Linked DNA regions of Zea mays: region 1 is linked to region 2. Evidence: chromatin contacts called from public Hi-C data. All regions are on one chromosome and are shown on one strand. Each heading gives the region's core, a stretch centred on a gene start, on an enhancer-like site or on the middle of the called end of the contact. The rest is flanking DNA. Distances are from core to core; before and after follow the strand shown.

What was found. A called contact is a pair of places that touch in the nucleus more often than the background predicts.
Region 1: a Hi-C map of tassel shows a contact between it and region 2, with 4 times the contacts expected there. The contact joins the promoter of LOC100274563 here to the promoter of LOC100501088 in region 2. A contact is called at or near these places in 13 of 25 Hi-C or Micro-C datasets (bundle sheath, ear, endosperm and 5 more) and 1 of 3 datasets of contacts at active chromatin or transcription factors (seedling).

Annotation. Positions count from the first base shown.
Region 1 is chr9:20,431,603-20,435,790 of Zm-B73-REFERENCE-NAM-5.0, forward strand. LOC100274563 reads right to left here and starts at 2,796. Exons shown (of 3, transcript NM_001148918.2): 1 at 2,482-2,796; 2 at 2,092-2,307; 3 at 761-1,962. The coding sequence starts at 2,722. The coding sequence ends at 1,325.
Region 2 is chr9:20,079,833-20,084,148 of Zm-B73-REFERENCE-NAM-5.0, forward strand. LOC100501088 (Lipase-like) reads right to left here and starts at 1,733. Exons shown (of 3, transcript NM_001398821.1): 1 at 1,196-1,733; 2 at 608-1,030. The coding sequence starts at 1,655.

The sequences.
Region 1 (4,188 bases), core at 1,546-4,045, 350 kb after region 2:
CTGGGTACCAGAGGAAGACACTAAGGAAGAAGAAGCATAATAACCAAAGAGTCTGTTCTGAATGATCTTTTCCACTGCTGCTCTATTTACTTGCTCCTTTGTAGCACAAGCCATCAGATAGTTGGGCTAGACCATGGGCTATTGGGCCGGCAGTCCCTAACACCTGCCCAACAAATGAGCTATCTAACCAACCTCTCAGTCAGTTTCATCAATTCCTTATGTTCTTGCTCTCCTGGTGTGAGGGAAGTTTTAAAAAATATACTACATTCGTTTTCGAATATTTGTCATTCGCTAGTTTATTTTTAAATTAAAATGCGATAAATAAAACAAATGGACAGAGTATATAATAAGGTCTGTATCGTTTATTGGTGTGGGCGGAAGGCACTAATTATATATATATATATATATATATATATATATATATATATATATATATATATTGGTTTCAGGATATAGTCCAAAACTTTCGAATTAAATGTAAAAATGAAAAAGGTGTGGGCAGTGAGCGTGCGAGAGGCCCACCGGGTCTGCCTGCTGGGCCGGGCCATTCGTATTAAGCGGGTCCTGGTCGAAATTCCAACTTGAACCGGGTAGCGGATAGGCGATGGCAGAGCAGACTCAGCCGAGCACACCTTGAATTGAAGGCTGGCCGAGTGATTGGAGGTTGGTGCCGCCAAATTTGGTCTGCCAAACGCTGGACGAACCCTTGTCCCATCATAGATTCTCCTCATTTCGGGGCAAAGAAAGAAGAGAGAGTGCATTGAACATGGCCAGCCTCTTGAATTTATTATTCTAGCTCTGCCACTGCCATTGAAGCACGGTCTCTTCTGGCGACAAATTCCTTGGCAGAGCTACGCCGCGCGCGGCCATTCAAGAGTAGCGCAGCGAAGCCACTCTGGAAGCCATCGAAGGCCTCCTCGTCCTGCCCTGCCTGATAGATAGCCTTATTACTAAGGGCTTGTTCGGTTAGCTCTCAATCTATATGGATTGAGTGGGATTGGATGGGTTTGAATCCCAAACAAGTCAAACTTCTTAAGAATTTTTTCCAATCCCATCCAATCCATGTGTATTGGGAATAACCGAACAAGGCCTAAAATGGCACGCTAGGCTACACAAGTGATCTTAGCACTGCTGTCGCACGATGATCACGAGAGAATTATGCTTATATAATTGATTATTTCTTGCAGTTGCAGACCACCTCCATCGTCTTCTTGCCTGCTTCGATTCCAGCTAAAAAAATTACAATTAATCCGATTCCCCTCCCCTAACTTGAGGGGCCAGCGAACCACCAACCAGCCCCCGACCCCCGGTCCCGGAGCAGCCTCTAGGCCGAGATGGCCGGGTGGCAGTAGGCCCCGCTGACCCAGCCGTCGGCGATCTTCCTATACGCCGCCTCCGTCAGGTGGATGCCGTCCCAGCTGAGCGACGACGCCGGGTCAGAGCACGCGTACGCGCCGGGCATGCCGCACCGCGCGCCGTTCTGGTAGTTGTACTTGCCGCCGCCGGCGCCGCAGCAGGCCCTGAGGTTGGTGCTGAACCCGTAGCTGCCGGGGCTCTTCACCATGTCGTACACGTGGCTGTAGAAGTCGGCGTACATGACCCGCGCGCCGGGGTACTTGCTCTGCAGGCTCGACACCTTGGCCTGCAGCAGCGAGTTGTGCTGCGCCGACAGCGCGTTGAAGCGCTTCAGGCAGCCGTACTGGTCGTAGTCGCCGGCGCTGGAGGTCTGGTACAGCGTCAGGTAGATCGGGAAGCACCCCACGGGCAGCACGCCCGGGACCACCACGTACATGGCGCCCAGGCTGATGAGCTGCTCCACGCCCTTGCCGATGGCGTCCACGATGGTGGCGCTCTGCCCGCTCGCCTGCTCCGGGGTGTAGCCGCCGAAGATCTGCGCGTTGTAGTCGTTGCCGCCGAACTCGCCCAGCACGAACAGGGACTTGGACAGGTACGACTTGCAGGCTGCGCGAATCGGGTTATGTTAATTAATGGCCACCTCATCGATCGGTCATCTTCTTCCATGGTCCATGGACCATGCGTGCGTTGTGCGTGCATGGGATCTAAATTTAACGGCGCCACGTACGTACGTACCCTGCGTCGAGCCGCAGATGGACGGCATCAGCTGCTGGAACCACTGGATCTGGGTGTTGAGGGGCCCGTTGTTCCAGATCTTGTCGGCGATGCCCAGCGACTGGAAGAAGCCCGAGTCCATGGTGGTCGCGCCAATGATCGCCATGTTGGCGCCCTGCTTGAAGTCTGAGCCGCCCTGCTTCGACGGCTTCAGCAGCGGCAGCCCGAACTTCTCGGCTGCGCGACAGCAACGACAAAAGCAAAAGAGAACTTTCAGCATGCCAGCCACGTCCCGTTCGTCCCCGTCGAGCAGAGCAAAACCGTCTTTTTTGGAGGGAAAACCAATCGGTGCGTTTGAATTGAACGTCAGGACGTGTGTACGTGCGTGCGAGCAAAGAGTACGGTACCCACCCAGGAAGTCGACGACGAGGCGGCCGTCGGAGCAGCGGCAGGTGGCGCGGCCAAAGAAGGTCTCGCCGTAGGGCGGCTGGGTGAGCGTCAGGCCGGCGGGGGGACCGTTCACGCACAGGTTGCCGGTGTCGGACATGGAGTCGCCGAAGCTGAAGATGGCGTTGAACTTCTGGCCAGACACGGCCAAGAAGGCAGAGGAGGACAACAAGGCGAGAAACGCGACGGCCAGCTGAGCCGCCATTGCTGCTGGCGTGTCTAGGCGTGCTCCGGGCTAGCTAGCTTGATGACTCGATCTGCGCTTATACTTTGGCTGATGACCATGCTTGCAGGGGCTCCCCGCTTATATAGAGGGCGTCAATGGCGTGGGTTGGGACGTAGCTGTTGCGCCCGTTAGCCCACCTCGTGGCAGTCTCCTTCGCCGGGGCTGTTTGCCTGCTTAACTACTACTACTAGTCCACCCGCCGTCCGTCACTCGGTTGTTGTGCGTGCATGATGCATGGGCTGCTGTGCTTTTCTCCCATTGGATGCTTTCTATCGTCTTTTCATTTCTATTCTACCAGTTGTAGAGTACTAGTATTTTTTTTCCTCGTGTTTTATCCTATCAGTATCAAATCTTGCTCTGCTTTTGGTAACCACTGTCCAGTTTTTTAAGATGTATCTTTTGTTTAGAGAAGAAGTTTGTGTATTCTGGGAATGAGATGTTGAAATGGGTCAAGCGTAGGAGGTTTGGTCCTGCACGGGTCATTTTCGAAACTCTAATACGTGCTTCTTACTTAGGTCTTATTCTGTTAGAGACCGAGAGCTGGAATAAACAGAAATTGGAGAGGATTAAATCCCTTCCTATTAATTTTTGAATAGAGATGATTTAATGTCTGGTTTTATCGGGAAGATATATAGATCTTTCCCGAATATCATGTATGTTAAAAAAGAGACCAGAAAGGAGCGGTGTTATTTGTCGTCATCAATTTCTGAAATAGATGCTGCCCACAAGAAAGGGTAGTTTAATGGGGCATGAAAATGTGGGTTAGACATTTCCTCCTGTTCCTAATCCGTGCCCAATAAAAGCAAGATGATTGAAGGCATGAAGCATGGGACAGCGCGTATAGTATACAGTGCAGGTTGGAGTGTTGGACCAGCTATGTTTGATGCTTGTCTAGTTTAGGAGCTGCTACTATTTCATTACTGAAACTAACACCTTTGGCTTTACCCTCCTAATCATTCTCCACTAACCTGTATAATCTATGTGGCTGACACCTCATACAAGTAGAAATATCCTTTTGGTTAGCTTTGATGCTCTGGATTCCCGAGTTCTTGGCTCCCTGGCAAAACATTTCATTGTAGGAGAGGGGTCAGGTAGGGTGACCCGTGATCCCCCTCTCTCCCTTGCTGTTTGTATCAGCTACTAACCTTCCTTAGGTCCATAATCAACAAAGCAGCCCCCAAACTGGACTTTCCAATTATCCAGCATGTGGATGACACACTGGTCGTCCTAGAAGCATCAGCTACACATCTCTTCTTCCTGAAAGGAATCTTCCAGTCTTTCAGTGACTCAAGTAGCCTGAAAATCAACTTCTCGAAGCCAATGATGGTCCCAGCCAATGTAAGCAGTGAAAAACTTGATCACCTTTGCAAGAACATTTGGATGTGCAACTTGTTCTTCCCCCCCTTCACACATATTTAGGCTTGCCTATGGGGCCTAAGCAGACC
Region 2 (4,316 bases), core at 483-2,982:
CAGAGGAAACCACACGGGCGGGCAGTGATGCGTGGGCCGTGGGCGTTCCCGCAACGTGCAGGAACAGTGCCCCCGGCCCCGGCCGGCAGGCGTTCAATTCGCACGCGTTAAGTTGGGGAACATAGTACGCGCACAGGCCGCGACGCCGAGCAGGTGCGTCCGCCTGCCACCATTTGTTGGGGCTGGAGCCGGGGGTCTGCCGCTCCGCGCCTAAAACAAATGCCCGCCGTTGCAGGCGGCCGTCACGAGCGCGGACGGGCCGGGACCGGTGCATTTTTCTATTCGCCGCCGCACGGCACGCCCACTCTTCCGCAGCGCCCGAGCAACGGTCATGTCGTCTGATCGTCTCGCGGTCTCGCCGCTGCAGCCTGCAGGCCCGACTGAACCATGTCGTGCACATGGTACGCCATGCATGCTGCGCCTGCGGCCTCGACTGGTTTACACACGTGACGGGCTGACGGCCTCGCCTCTGAGCGCCGGGCAGTACCCGCCAAGCCGGCACTTGCTCGAGGTACCGTAGCCGCCTGGACGAGCTAGCTAGCGTTCCGTCTACAGTCTACTGCTCACGAGGTCATGGACGAGGAGGGAGATGTTCATGTAGACGTACCGTAGCTGCCGGGGTTCTTGACCATGTCGTAGACGGCGGAGTAGAAGTCGGCGTACATGATGCGCGCCGACTTGTACTTGGCCTGGAGGGCGGAGATCTGGGCCTGCAACTGGGCGTTGTGGTTGGTGGAGAGGTCGTTGAACTTCTTGAGGCAGCCGAGCGCGTCGTAGTCGGCGCTGTTGGAGGTGCCGTAGACGGTGAGGTAGATGGGGAAGCAGCCGATGGGGAGCACCCCCGGCACCACCACGTCCGTGGCGCCCATGGCCAGCAGCTTCTCCACGCCGGCCGCGATGGCGCTCACGATCTGCGGCGTGTACGTGCTGGCCTGGTCCGCGTTGTAGTTGCCGAACAGCATGGCGTTGTAGTCGTTGCCCCCGAACTCGCCGAACACGAACAGCGAGTTGGCCAGGTAGCTCTTGCAGTCTGCGTGCGGGTGATGATGATGGTTGATGGTCGTCAGTGAGGGAACAGAGGCTAGCAGAGAGATGATGGCAGGAGAGAGAGAGACAGACAGGCTAGTATTTTCATTCGTCCTGGCACGCATGGGATGGGATGGGATGGGGGTGTAGTGTACTCCTACTCACTCACCCTGCCCGCACACGGCGGAGGTGACCTGCTGGAACCACTGCAGCTGGAAGCTGATGGGCCCGTTGTTCCAGATCTTGTCGGAGAGGCCGAGCGAGCGGAAGAAGGGCGCGTCCATGGCCGTGGCGCCGGTGATGGCCATGTTAGCGCCCTTCTTGAAGTCGGCCGTCGTGGACTTGGACGGCGGCAGGAACGGCAGGCCGAACCTGGAGCAGAGGAAGTCCGGGATGACGCGGCCGTCGCTGCAGCGGCACGTCGGCGTGCCGAAGTAGGTCTCGCCGTAGGGCGGCTGCGTGAAGGTGATCTGCGACGGCCTCCCGTTGGTGCAGAGGTTCCCGGTGTCGGTGATGGAGTCGCCGAAGTTGAAGATGGCATTGTACTTCTGCGCCGCCGCCGCCGCCGACGCCGCGAACGCCCACGCCAGAGCCACCGCCACCGCCACCGCCAGCCGCCCGCTCCTCATCTCGCCTCTCACTCACTCTCTCAGCCTACACCGGACACGCGTTGCAGAGGAAGTCGAGTCGAGTCGAGCAGCGCGCTGGGAGAGCTGGATGGAACGACGAGGCGGTTGGCTTGGGTGGGGCAGCGTTTTATAGCCTCGCCTCGCGGCCTCGCCCCCGTGAGGCTGAGGCCCTTCCGCTGAGAACAAAGCTTTTTGCGTCGCGCCCGTCTGCCTAGCGCAGACACAACACACGGAGTATTTGCATGTACACCAGCGCGCGCTGCGCGCCTCGCCTTTTGCGCCGCCGGTATCTCATCCGGGCCGGGCCGGGCCGGGCGGCGACCATCCGGACCTGACCTGGGGTCCCGTGCTCCCATGGCAGACCAGACCACTCCGTCACCCACCCGACCCGATCGCTATCCAACGGTGCAGGGTCACGCGCCGGGCGTGATTCGGCCGTTACACCACCATCTCCACCGTCCGCTGTCAACCTGGCTAACCACATGTCGTCATTCACTCATTCCATTGAACAATACGTATAGTAGTAACAAACAAGCAAGCAAGCAAGCAGACGCAGACACGCAGTCACGCAGCGCGGCTGACCCGATGGCCGTCCGGTGGTTGCCTTTGCCCCGGCACCGGCACCGGCTGCGCGCTCCGGCGAGGACGAGCGCATTCGTTCCGTGCGCTGTTTGCCGTCCTTTTTCTTCGGCCGCTTTGCGATCCACACGGCACACATCACACACACACACACGACACCACACCAGCGACTTCCATGTGATCGCCGCCTTTCGGGTGGGCAATGATGGGCGGTTCCGTGCGAGGAAGGAAGCTGCTAGGGGCCCAACCAATAATCAGGCGGGCGAACGACGTGAGTTTTCTTCCATCCGGCCTGCTAATCCCGCGATTAAGCAGCCGGTGGATTTGCTCCTCTCCTTTGCTTCTCTGACGAGAAGACTCGGCCCGCACCTACTTTGGGCTGGTAGTAGTAGTAGTAGATGCTGCTTTCAGTCTCTCAGGGCAGGGCAGGGGTCATCTAGAATTGGTAGCAGACGTGGGTGACCCGGCGGCACTCGTCGCGCCTCCTTCGCCCTAACTTTCAAAAGGGAACCTGCACCAACTATACGCTAGCTGTGGTGGTGTCGCGTCGCGTCGCGTCGCGTGCATGGGAAAATGTACATGAGCAGCAGGTTGCGTCTGCAGCCTGCCGGCATATGGTACGGTACCGATGCTGCTGTTCTTCTACCACCCCTTGCTTGATTCCGCCCCGGCCGGCCGGTTCCACGAAACTGACACGAGTTGTCTGCTCCGGCGGGTCGTAGCACCAGCGTACGGCGGTGGACTACAAAAACTGTCTCCCTTAGCACAACAATTCGAACTTGTAATTCGATCGTAGTCGTCGTATAGATGATGTTTGAATCCTGAATATATACATGTGTGATTCTGAGTCCTAACCAGTGCTGGTACTTATAGTTTTTCCTACGTTAGAAAATAATATGGATCTGCATCCTACGTTAGAAAATAATATGGACGACGTGGGCACGCTGGGAATCGAGCGTTGTTGCGCCCTGCTCTAATAATTAATTAATTAATTAATTAATTTCCTTGTCGATGCATGCTTGCATCGCAAGTGTTTCCAGATTAGTCCAAAACAGAGGAGCACGTTACAGTATAGGTGGACCGTGGACGTTCGTGCATGTACAGGAGGGCGTGCCTTAAACTCGAGCACTGTTATGCCAGTGGGTGCCAACACGGCAACACACACACACACAACAAACCTAACCCGATGGAGATTGGTGATGGGAGGAGGCTAGGGGCCCTGCACCACGATGATCACCACCATTAAACTCAAACCTGCCGTTGTGTCGCTGCCTTGACCTTGATTGAAGCATATGCATGTAGATGTAGAGGGATCCGCACTAGCGTACTACTACTACGCATCAGCGCATTCTTTTGTGTTGTGTCCGTGTGCTCTCCCAGAGATGAGAGAAAAGCAGGCCCAAATTAACCGACCGGCCGGACCATGCACTTCCGAGATGCTGCGGAACAGGTGCAAGTGCATGCGTGCGTGCGTGACCAGCATGCACCACCAGCAAATAGTAGGTTCTATTGTTACTATGTTAGGGCCTAGCAGCTAGAGATATATATGCAACATACTCTAGTGGTTACACACTTTATTAACAAGGTGATCGATCGATGCACAGACGACGGCCGTGCACGTACTATATATATTAGCTAGCAGGCTTTCTGTCTCGATCAGTCGATTAAAGATAAGCCCACCGTGCAACAACTTAATTCACCACTATATCTACCACCACCACCACATGCATGCATCCACTCGTACTACTACTGTGCAGTCACGACATGGAAATTCTCTCTCTCTTTTTTTTTGACATTTAACTCCCAAGAGAGCTAGCCAAATAGAGAATGAAAATATTTAAAACTAGATATTATATATATATATATAGACACACACACACACAAGATCATTCACGACGGAAATTAGCTAGCTAGGGAGCTAGATCGCTCCTCTGAGTTGAGTGTACGTGTGTGGTAGTAGCTGTAGACGGAATGGATGCGGACAAATAACTAAAACTTTTGTTGGCCATGCACGTTATCCGGTGCCAATTCGCTGCCCAAAGTGCTTGGCCCATGCAACAAGATTACTAGTATATTGCATGG